Regions from separate parts of the Mus musculus genome. Here region 1 is linked to region 2. The links are chromatin contacts, called in public Hi-C maps. All regions are on one chromosome and are shown on one strand. The core of a region is the stretch at or near the end of the contact, and the rest is flanking DNA. Distances in the headings are between cores, read along the strand shown.

What was found. A called contact is a pair of places that touch in the nucleus more often than the background predicts.
Region 1: a contact with region 2 is called in a Hi-C map of cortical neurons, with 2.5 times the contacts expected there. The contact joins two enhancer-like sites. A contact is called at or near these places in 2 of 484 Hi-C or Micro-C datasets (cerebral cortex and cortical neurons).

Annotation. Positions count from the first base shown.
Region 1 is chr3:144,316,326-144,322,110 of GRCm38.p6, reverse strand. No RefSeq gene overlaps it. Among named protein-coding and RNA genes, the nearest start is that of Gm34434, 63 kb to the left of the region's middle. Within about 2 kb of position 3,065, at least 42 of the 459 cell types and tissues checked have an H3K27ac peak or open chromatin away from gene starts, as enhancers often do. A contact at or near this core is called in cortical neurons, where this site is marked.
Region 2 is chr3:143,506,226-143,512,771 of GRCm38.p6, reverse strand. No RefSeq gene overlaps it. Among named protein-coding and RNA genes, the nearest start is that of Gm33604, 14 kb to the right of the region's middle. Within about 2 kb of position 4,006, at least 16 of the 459 cell types and tissues checked have an H3K27ac peak or open chromatin away from gene starts, as enhancers often do. A contact at or near this core is called in cortical neurons, where this site is marked.

The DNA.
Region 1 (5,785 bases), core at 1,816-4,315, 810 kb before region 2:
TGGCGGTTTGGAGGGAAGAGGAATCCTTTTGAAGCAAGAAAGTGTAGGGACACCTTATCCACCTGGACTCTGCTTGAGTTGAGCTGTTCACGTTCATCTTCTTTTTCAACAAAGCACTTAGCTAACTGGCTGCACGTAGGCTCCACCCTACTCCAAACAATGCAATAGGTCACTCCTCTCTAGCAACCCCTTGGCAACTCCCACTTCTTGGTCAAACATATTCTGGAACATAGCCAGTAACTATGGGCAGTGGGTTGATCCAGTCTAGACTGGTTTGGGTACATGTCCAGTAAGGCAAACTGTGTCCTCAAAATTAATTATTGTTTTTTTTTTTTTTTTTTTTTTTTTTTTTTTTTTTTTTTGCAGGTGGAAATTCTCTAATTGCAATCTTAGGCCTAGGCATGATTGGACGGGCATTTGATTAACGCCAGATCAAGGGAAAGGACATGTGGAATAAACTAAGGCTTATATGACCTAAGCCTGTCAATCAAAACAGAAAACCACCCACACTCTACAATCTAGCAACCAACTCCTCCTCCTCATTGATTTATAGAAGGAAGCCTTGGCAGTTCCTTGTGCAGGTGACCGCTCTAGTGAAGGGAGCCACCACTCCTTGTATCTGTCCTGTGCTTTCATATTCTTTGACCACAATCTTTTGCTATGTTATTGATTGTGCTTTTTCAAATATTTGAGAAGATGTCAAGAGACCCCATCAACACCCTTTAGGCTGCTTTAGTTCACATGTTCACACAGCAGATTATCTTGGCTTTAGCAAAGGGGAAAGTAGAGTTGGCCAAGCCCGAATGACTTTCCCAGAATGTTGGCCAATGAGGTAGAGGTTAGGTTATCTTACTCCTGTCTCTCCTTCTCTCACACTGTTCTGGGGAGCAGGTGGGCTTCTTTTTAACCTCCAAATAATTAATTGAGGATGGGGGAGTGGGGGTAGCTATGTGGGAAACTTCTAAGATCACACTCAACATTAAGGTGGGTTTTGAATGACACAACTTCATGTGTGACTGAAGTGAGAGTGCCTCACCTTCCCCTACCTAGGTAGTACTTTAGGTTCCTTCTGGATTAACAATCCTGTGACAGAAGTGGTGCGTTCCAGTCCTGAGCAATAAAAATCCCAAGATTTAACAGTGTAGAAGACCATCCAAGCACCTGTATGTGGCTGCAGTCTCATCTGCAGTGGAGACCAGGGTAGGGTGCAGACAGCAACCCCCTATCCCACACCCCATCATTGGTAGGATTTGGCTCATTGTAGGCCATAAACTGGGGCTTCAGTTTCCCACTGGCTGTACCATGGGTTCTTGCCTCCTGGGCTCCCTTCCAGGGCTGCTCTCCACACTGAAGCTAGCAAGCCTGAGGGGCCTCCAGGAACAAAGTGAAGTGTTTCTGTAGGCCATGGAGGGGACAACCATGATGCTGCTGTGCTGTGCTCACTAAAGTAATATCAGGCAGCTCAGTGCCACTGTAGGGGAGAAAGCTGTCCAGAGTTAACCCTCCAGAGTCACGGGTCAGAAGGCTTCCTGCCCATCACAAAGACAAATGAAAAAGCACACAAAATAACTTACCATGCTACCATTTCTGAAATTGGTTGGGTTCATTATTTTGCCTCAAAAAATTGTGAAATCTCTTTTCTGAGCTGTTTCCTGTCTTTGTGGACTTAGGCCCACAGAGTGTCTGTAGGTATGTTATGTCTGCTTTTCCCATTGGAAGATTAAGCATGTGTCCCTACTGTTGCTACTAATCACAATTAATTATGATTCATAACAATGGTATTAGAAAGGATTCCCCCAGTGCAGGGACTGCCACTAATGTGGCTTTCCCATCCTTACCTTTCTTCTTTTCCTAAATCCAGGTCACGAGTTTGTGTGTGTGTGTGTGTGTGTGTGTGTGTGTGAGAGAGAGAGAGAGAGAGAGACACTCAGTACTAGCCCAGTTTCCATGCTGCCTTGGTTTCCCTCTCATGCAGGATGTCATTCATAGATAGACAGATTTCCTCTGGGCTTTGGCTTATTCAAGGGAACACCCAAAAGGAAGAGAACGACGAGGCAGAGCCTCCACTGTTTGGCCGTTCCTTAGAAACCAGATGCAGCCGTGGTGCAGAAAAAAAAAGGAGATTGGGCTGCAGAGAAGAGAAAAGAGGAAAGGAGTTGATGTGACTCAAAGGGGCCGAATAGTTGTGGGGGTGTCACTAGCCTACCAGAGTGGCTAAGACACGACAAGAGAACCGGACTTTTAATAAAGGGAGGCAGATTAAATTAGTCATGACAGGAAAATGAGCAAGAAATGCTTTCACATTGTTATTTAATAAGAAAAATGTGTAATTAACTGATAAAAATAGTTTTTGCAAGAAGCAGGCAGTTAAATAGTTTATAAAGCCAGCCAGGCCCGACGCTGAGTGTCCCTGACTGTTAGCAATCAGAATGCTTTTTATATGGTGTCTTTCTTTGGAAACGCACAAACCCTCTCACCACAGACATTACCTCATTTGCTTCACAGCCTAATGAGTGCTTTATGGCTGAGAAATGGAGGAGGAAGGAGGGACTCTGGAGAGATAAACTGAGGCTCAGGGAGAGACACCTGACCATGGCCTTAAAGGCCAGCTATGGGGAATAGCCCTCGGTCTCTCCTCTCCCTGCTCCATCTTATTTTCTGCATTAGCTGATGGCTTTGAATTAAACAATTGCTTCTCTCTTTCCAAAGCCGAACGGAGAAACCTGGGCTGTGTATTCTGGCCGATATGATCCCAGCCTTCCGAATGGGAGGTGGGGGTGGGAAGAGATCCTGGCATTTGCCATCTGCTAAGCCTGTCTTTAATCCTCAGCAAAGTAATGGAATGGAGATGAAGGAAAAAAAATGTGCAGGAATCAGGAGCATAATGCCACCATGAGCAAGCAGCTGTCTGGATTTTTAAAGAGCAAATTCCATGAGACAAATTTAATTGCATTTTTTAATAGAATTAAAAAAAAAAACCCACCCTCTACCACATTAGTGGGTGAAGGCAGTGAAATGGATGCATCCAGAAATCTCACTTGAAAGATGAATTCAACCGAGCGGATTCTGAGCTCCGCTTCCCGGATGGAAACCTGGCTGGAAAAGCCACGTGAGCAGCCGGTGGGCGGCTGTGCACTGGCTGGGAGACGGTGGCCAGCAGTGGAGTGCTGCTGGCAGGCTCTGAGATGGGCCTGGATCGACAGTGCATCCTTATTAATGACTTGCAGGAGGTGATGAGCAGAACATTAATTAAACGTGCACATGTGGCCAAGTGGGAAATTGGCGACGAGAACAGCAGAGGCAGGCACATAATATCCAGGTACTTGGTTTTCAGCTCTGCTGTGAGAGGTGGTTTGACTTATCCCCCCCCCCCCCCTTAGCCCCCTGCTGTCTCCTTGCTGTTTTGGGCTCCAACAAGATTTTCACTTGGTGCAACAGGGGCTGTATCTTTAGAGCAGGCTCATAAATCCCCCTCCCTCAGCCAAACACCACGGTGTGTCCAAGTTGCCACTTCTAGCCTGATGCACTGAAAAAGGAACCCTGCAAAAATGAATATCGATGTAGCGGAATAAAGAAGCATCCAGGAGGCCGGTTCACAAACACCCTGCCCTGCTTCACGGCCTGTTTGTACCAGCACAGGGCTGAATAATCAGGAAATGCAGGCATTAGGAGTTGGTGAAGCCCTTGTGTCTAGCTGATGCCCTCTGAAATGGGTCATTTGACCTCGAGATCCATGGAGGCATTTGTAAGTTAGATAGTGTCCCCAAATCCCAAAGGAAATCATGTGGCTCAGTGAAGTCTGATCTTAACACCGTTTCACCTTCAGTGTCCCACTCTCTTCTTAAAAGTTCATTCTGGATCATGCCAGTAGGTGGCCGGTAGAGTTGTCACAACCAGGTCTTGGCACTATCTTTATTAGAACTAATATTTATTTGACAATGGCTCTGTTGCCAAGAACGAAAGAATGGCCTGGGGAGAAGGCGAGTAAGTGGCGTTTGTTCTGAGAGGCTAGATTATCTTTTGTGTTTTATTTGATTTGGGAACCATTAGCCAAATTCTGGGTAGACAGAGAGAGCTTTGTAATGGGAAGGATGACACTAATTAACCCTATGGCAACCTGAAATTTTGCTATTAAGGTGGGTGTGTAAGTGTTTAAGAAGGGACACACACACACACACACACACACACACCCCAGATAACAATACTTTTAATCTCCCGTATTCATGGATGGTCATGGGTTGTAATTAAGCGATTGAACTCATATGGACTATTTCGAAGGTAAGAATTATTATTACATTCCTCTCTTAATAAGTGAAAAAAAGCGGTTGAGGTTGGTGCACAGCCTTTCCGAGTACAGAGTAAACTTGGGAAACAAGACCTATATAGAAGGCTAAGCTGCCTTGAGCCATAGCTCTCTAGCCTAGCATCATGACCATAACCCAACCTTGACCCAAGGTCACTTTGGGAATGGATGCTTAGAATACCTGAGTTAGAACCCATGGACAGATGCTAAAATGAGTTCTTTAATGACCTGTTTCCTATCTTCACATTAGGGGCTGAGGCAAGGCCCTGGGGGCAGCTCAAAGCATGTTTTCTGTTCTTACAAGCGACTTGGCTTTGGCTCCAGTTATGCATAATTCAACCCGAAAGCGTAAGTTATGATTTGGCTGGGTGGCACCTCTAACAAGGCACTTGAGTGACCCTCTCTGTTCTGTTAGCATGGATCCCAGCCCTCTGGCAGCTTGCTGAGTCATTTCTTCCACACTACCTAAGAGTTCTTTTGATGTATTCAGTTTTTTCCCCCCTCAAAACAGTTCCATACCTAGGAATGATTTTGAAGGTACACATGTCGTTCTAGCACCATTTATGGATGGATGCTCCAGGTTGCTATTATTCTGACCCTGAGGAAGTCATCTATCTACCCCCTTGGCTGGGATGGCAGGAATCAGCTGTTCTAGGATTGGACTGGCAGAGCATGCATTTCAAATCAGGGCAAAGAAAAGCTTTTCTTGGATGTTTAAGGATCTATACCATGGGAAAATAACCATTATATTTAGCAATGACTATATCTTTCAGTAGCATTCCTAAAATGTAACCCACGCCCTGAGAGTATGTAATGGTGAAAGGTGACAATAGCCGACACGGTGACAATGTAAAATTGTGATATTTCTGTTAAGGCAGACGGACAGTCACGTTAGAGAGAAGAGCTAATCACTCCAAACATACGCTTTCGGTCAGTCTAATCTTGGTTACCTTTACGGTTTACTCGTAGTTAGGAAGATGCAGCACAGTTACCACGTGATCTAAGCTTACCCACGTGATCAAAGTTACCTACGTGATTAAAGTTACCCACGTGACTTCTAAGATTGGCCAGAGGAGGCCAGAGAGCTTCCCACGGGCTCTCCAGTGTTCCTTCTTCTGGGTGGGATTAGTTACTTATGCTATCCGACTCCCCTGAGATACCTGCAGGAGAGGTGAGGTGCTGGGGCTCTGGTCAGTAGAACCAACAGAGACCAGCCCACTTGCCAATCTTAACATGGTTCTGGATATGAGAGTGAATATGTCTTGAAGCAAAATGTCCAGACTACCAAGCACCGCTGTGGAAGCCCAGTGGGTGTCACACTCAGTGAGCCACACAGATGAGCCCCGCCTGAGTTCTCGACGTGTGAGATTCACAAAATAGAATTAATGATGCTTATTTTTGAACTTTTAAATATTCTAGGGTATTTTGTTAGACTAGAGAATGGAACGTTTCTAACAACCCAAATTCAATTTTATTCCAGTC
Region 2 (6,546 bases), core at 2,757-5,256:
CAGTGGCTCAGAAAGGAAATCACATGAACAATTAGTTTTGTGGCGGTTGGTCTGGGGTGCAGCATCTGAGATCACATGCAGAGCTGCAGCAGAAAGGCCAGGGGATCCTTGGATGGGAAGAGCCATTCCCGGTGTGGCACAGTGAGATCTGGACATGCTGTCACCACTTCTCCTTGTTCTTTATGTCCATGCGAAGTGAGGGCAGTCTCCAGTTCATTGAATACCCACTCTGTTCTTCAGACCTGATGCATATTAGTAATACAGCTCTTGATATGACATATTTTCTCCTGGGGACTTGGCAGAAGTCAGTCACAATTCTCTGTGTCAATAAAAAAGGAATACATGAGTCCTTTTGGGTATGTGGTTAAGGTCTCATGCAGTGGCTGCTACAGACAGGCAGGTTAATATTTCTACTGGTCATAAATTCCATACAAAATGACGACAAATCAAAGAGGAGATCATCTGTGGTGAGTACTGACGCTGTGGACCATCATTATCAAAGCATCTGGAAGTCATTGAGTGCTATCATGGCTTAAGATATATAATTCCAAGGAAATTCCACCCGATTTCATAAGTCAAGGACTCAGGGCAATTAGACAGCAATGCAGACTCGTGACTCAATGGATCCTGAAATTCAGAGGCACTGGAAAAGTGGGCCCCAAATGCCCTGTCATCACAGTCCTACAGGACACAGACAGTTTGAGGATCTTATTCTGGGAGCACTATTATACTAAATCTGGCCCTGTGGTGCTCTGCTCCCCTTAATAAGGAGTCTTTGTTAATTGTCTCAAACCAAGACATCTACAGGAAGACTACAGAAAGATCCTTTTGTTCACAAACAACATCTTTCTTTTGTAGACACAAAGGGACTCTTGAATTTTTCAGGTTCTCACAGATAACTCTGTTCTCTGACTATATAAGGGAAAATTTCAAACACCAATGAGCAAATAGAAGTCCAGCCTTTCATGAGATGATAAGGTAAGTGGGAGGGAGCAGCATCTCTCTCTCTCTCTCTCTCTCTCTCTCTCTCTCTCTCTCTCTCTCTCTCTCTCTCTCTCTCTCTCTCCCTCCTCTTTTCTGGCTTTTGAGTTTCCCATATCAAAATGCAAACAACCCATCCCTGTGTTCTTGCAGCCAACTCTAAGTTTAGGGCTAGATTGACTCGGTTAATGGTTCAAAGATCTGTGAAGCTCGTAGGCAATGGCCCTCCTAAGCAAAGCTGGTCACAGAATAGTCCTAGCTTCACAATGCCATAGTATTTAGAGATGATTGACTTTCAAGACCAGTTACATTTAAAAGAATACTGACATTGAGCAACCCAGGATGCTAGCATCCATGGCTCTACAGCTCCACATAGGATGCAGCTGTAGAAACTGAGGCTCTATACCTGCCAGCCTTGGAACTGAGTCTCAAGGACATGAAAGGAGGAAGGTGTGGCGTGTGCAAAAAGTCTCTAGATCTCTATTGACAGAGATAGAAATATCTTCACAACAAAACAAGCAGAAAGGAAGATGGGGTTGGAGGAGAAAAGAAGTTAGGTAGGATGAAAACTTAGTTTATTCTGTGGCATTGTCACGTATCTCAAAGGTGCCATGAGTGAGAAGTTCTGGAAGGAAGCTGTATCTACGAAGGCGAATTGACTGACTAAAACCTTAGCGACTGCTGAGAGGCTGGGATGCTGCAGGTACCAAACTTAACTGCAGTTTCTTGGGGCTATCTTTAGCTTCCTAAACAGCCATTCCTTGACACCTCTGTGTCAGAGCTTATAGTCTGACAAACACAAGAATAACTGAACAAAACCCTATTCTCCACAAATGAAAGGACAAGATATACTCCTAGGAAACATCCGAGGCCTATAAGCTGAAGTTTCTCGGCCTGGCTGTAACCGGCCTGTGGTGGTTTGAATAGGAATGGCTGCCATAGACTCTTGTGTTTGTATGCTTGTCCATAAAGAGTGGCCTATTAGGGGGTGTGGCCTTGATGGAGTAGGTGTGGTCTTGTTAGCGGAAGTGTGTCACTGTGGGGGTGGGTTTTATGGTCATTTATGTTCAAGCTGTGCCCACTGTGGTATAGGCGCATAGTCCTCTGCTGCCTGCAGATTAGGATGTAGAACTCTCAGCTCCTCCAGCACAATATCTGCCTACACGCTACCATGCTTCCTGCCGTGATGATACTTAACTAAACCTCTCAAACTGTAAGCCAACCCCCATTAAGTGTCTGCTTTTATAAGAGTTGCCATGGTTCATGCTATCTCTTCACAGAAATAAAGCCCTAACTAGGACACTGCCTCTCTGATTACACCTTTGTTGTTTTGTTTTTGTTTTTTAATGCCTTGATTTTATTTTATTTTTTGTTTTTGTTTTTGATCTGGAACTTTGTTCTGTCCCAATAAAAGCACCACAAAACCTCTTCCTTGTTGGAACGGAACTTTGAGTAGCCTCAATATGCATCCCCACAGGCCATCATCACTCAGATTTGGCTCCAGAATAAATAATTTCTTATTCCCTTTGAGGTGAGAATGTCTGTGCACCAACAATGTTGATGGTGATGTTATTCACTCTCTTCCCTGTTTATTTACGAGTGAGGCCCAGCCTTGTATGAAAGACCTCTCTCGCTCGCTCAGCTATAAAAGGTCAGTGAGAACATGGATTGAGCAGTGCTACTCTCTTATGCCCCTGCATTCCTGATTCAACAGTAATACTGTAGTTTGTTGACACAAATGACTTATTTTGCTAAAACTGTTTATTTCAGTTTGGACTCTCAATTTGTAAAACACTTGGGGAATATGGCCAGAAGGGTGACTTTAAAAGACAGGAGAACATTATCAAGTGAGTTTAACATGGGCATGCAATTCAAGGTCACAACCCCCAGGCTGTCCCAGCGCTATCTCTGCTCCCTTCAGACATCCGGAACTTTTCTCTCTCTTCTTTTCCAAGGATGGCAATCCCCAGCCCCGGTCAGCTCCTTCACAGAACACAGTAACTGCCTCTTTGTTTTGCTTCAGCCTTCCTATCTTGCCCCAGGCCTCACACTCCGAACCACAGTGTGTCTGTCAAGTTAATTTTGCCCAACAAAAGGCTATTTAGGGTTTAGTAGGAAACAGAAGTAGCATTCAACTGTGAGTTTTAAGTAAGTTTCTATTTTCCCCCCCTCTTCCTGTTGGACTTTGTCATCTTACAGTTTCAAAGGCGATCTTGGGCTTTTTAGTGATTTTTTTTTTCTTTTTTGTTAACAGTGTTTCTGCTACTCTGCAGACGTTGTCAATTCCTTGCTGCAAATAGCATGTGTCTGGTTCCCTTTGTCAATGTTTGTGCAAGCCAAGAGTAGCTCTTCTGCCCACTTTGGGCACTAGGTAAATGCTGCTGAGAGCTAAGGCTCACAGAAATTCAGAGTCGACACGGAAGCGTTTCCAGGCCTCAGGTCTCCGTGTGGGAAAACAAATGAGCACAAGATCGGCTGCTGCCTTCCCATAAATGAGGGGACTCCTGGAACCCCAAGAAACCCGTTTTAATTTTTAAGCATCAGCTGCTCCACATCTCTTGCTCTAAATTTAGTGCTGTGATACTCAGTTTAAACCACCTTGTGTCCAATAATATACTTTCTGGCCTGCCCCGAGGCCCTCAGGAAGCATTTTATCTTTGATATAATTGCCAGGGTGAATCCCTAGTTATAACATACTCTATAGCATATAAAATAATTGTTGCAACTGAACCCATCTCATAAATATTAGTGATTGAAGAGACTGGTTGGGATAAATCAATGTGGGTGACACATTTAATAAACTTTGTATAAACATTGTTTGCAACAGCTATAAATAAAAATTGTCTTGGGGAATTTTACATATTGCACATCTCTCTATCCACAGAGAGGGCACTGGCTTGATTCTGCTGCAGGAATTGGCAAGCAAAGGGTTTTAAAAGCTGCCCAGATGAAGCAGCTGTGCCAAGACAGGGTAGGTGAGTACTGAGACCGGCACTCTCTTTTGACACTCTGTCTTTTGCCATGTGAACCAGGCTAGGTCCCATCTCTTTCTCTCTCTCTCTCCCTCTCTCTCTCTCTCTCTCTCTCTCTCTCCCACTCCCTCTCTCCTTTTTAAGAGAAAAGCCACACCATAAATAAAGCATGATAGAGTTGGCATTTTACATTCACACAGATTTTGGCATAAATAAATAAAAGAGATTTTGTTCAAATTCTGTCATCTTTATATGCCATTTTAAAATTATCTTTCCCTACTGGTTGATCATATTCAGTTATACTGTATGAGTCCTGCTGGCTCCCTCCAGTGGCTGACTGAGTTTTATGAAAGACAGGGGTATCTCTCAAGGCTAGGAGGCCTAGTGGTTCGACATAGAATCACTTACTGAGGAGAAAATAAGGTCAAATCTCTTCAGGAATTGAGCCTCACTTTTAACATGCCTCACCATTTAGGGGAAAATTTGATGTGTGTCTTGATTTGAATTAAGCAGCTTAGTCATAGTCTTTGATTCAAATTGGTCCATTCCACTGTCCCCATTTTATGGATGCAAAGCAAACCGCTTGGAGGCAGTAGAATAAGGGAGGATGCTGGGATGCCATGTGGTGCCTCGCATCTGACCCCTGTCTGGAATACTTCCACGATCGTCTCTCAGCCTGCAGCAGACCATTCCACGGTCTCTGACTTATTGTTCTTATACTCCAAAGGATGGCAAATCCTGGAATTACTTAGGCTCCCTTTCTAAAGAGGTCACACATAATACATTGTGTTTTCAACTTTAATCTTAACGAAATGCCACATACTCACTTAAAAATCCAGGTACGGGCTCTGTATCTTCCATTGTTTGAAATTTACAACCTTCACATTTATTTTTATTAGTAATATTTTAGTCCCTCAATATATTTCTCTGACATTAATGGAAAAAACATGGTATCTTCGGGCAGCAAAAGAATCTTTCTAAATTCCCATTGAGTTTAATCAAAGGCTCTGAGATTTAATGGCTAGAGTTCTGGCTATGTATTTCCGGTGTACTGGGTTCAAATTCCATTACATTGGGCTCTAATTAAAATTCATCTGAACTATTTTTTCATTGTGTAATTGTTTTTTAATTCTTAATGGCTCACATTAACCTCTCTTTTACCCAAGGGGGGAAAATAAGGAATTGAAATAAAAAGAACAGTTGAATTAGAGGCTGATACGATGCTTTTTAAGAAAATACCCTGAGAATTGGGTCTGCCATGCAAATGATCAAGAGGAGACTTAATTAGGGCTCAACTGCTCAGTTCATAGTTCTTGGGTTTTTATAAAAGCTAAAAGCAAAGCTAAATCGTGTGTAATTTGCCATTATTTTCCCAGATATCTCTTGCTGAAACGTTATTTTTTTCACTTTTTCTTTCTTTCTTTTTTTTTTTCCCCCTCTGATCCTGAGAGTGTGGTATCAGGCCTTGTATATACGGCTTGCCACTTGCCTGCTGTCAGAGAGAGAAGTGACAACACTTGTCACTACCAATCTCTTCATGTCTGGTCTCATCTGAGCGACACACACAGCCTGATTTCCAGGTGTTTGTTGAAATCCCGAGTTATGTAACATGTCGTCTCTGGCTCAGAATTGAAAATGGCAGTGACACAAGGGAAATGCATTTTTAACTTTCCCGGAAGTAAGTGTGTGTGTGAATGTATATGTGTGTGTGTGTGTGTGTGTGTGTGTGTGTGTGTGTGTATGCATTCGGAGCACCAGGTTAACCCATTCTGGATTACTTAAGGACAATTTTGGGATTGAACCCTGAGCCATCACAAACTTGCGGTGGAGTCTAACAGAAAGAGGTGGCCAAGCAGCACTGATGAACTTTTTTTTTTAAACAACCTTTTAAAAAGCAAGGCAACATGACTGCAGAGTTTGAGGAGGGAAGCAGTTGTAAAATGACCCTGTGAGAAAATAAGCAGAAAGCCTTGTCTCCTGTCTGTGCTTGCTGGTTTACAGAGCAAGGGAAGGCATCTGTTGCCACCCAACTGAACTGTGACATACCAGGTTTAAGCACCATGGATCTCTGACAAGAGTAGACTAAAAGCTTGCTCTTTACACACATAGGTGCACACACACAATCTTGGTCTCTTCCTGCAATTCTTTATACATTTTATGGTTTACCAATTTAGGATGGAGGTCATGCCTGTAATGTTGTTGCTAGACATAGGCCTGTTCTCTACAAGTAACCCATTGACTCTGCTTACATTTATTTTCTTTCAGTGTGTGTGATGAATATATGTATACATATTCCTTACTGTGTACATGTGTATGCTGTATGTGCATGTGTGCATGTGTACGGGCAACACACATACACACACACACACACACACACACACAGAAGCAGAAGTTGATATGTAGTTTCTTCCCCAGTCTCTCTGCACCTCATTATTTGAAGCAGGATCCCTTACTGAACCTACCACTCACTGAGTTGTTAGACTAGATGGACAACCAGCTTCAGGGGTCTTCTTACTTCTACCCTCCCCATCACTGGGGTCATTGGTGTGTGTCATCTGTACCCATGTTTTTATGTCTGTGTGGAGGACCAAAT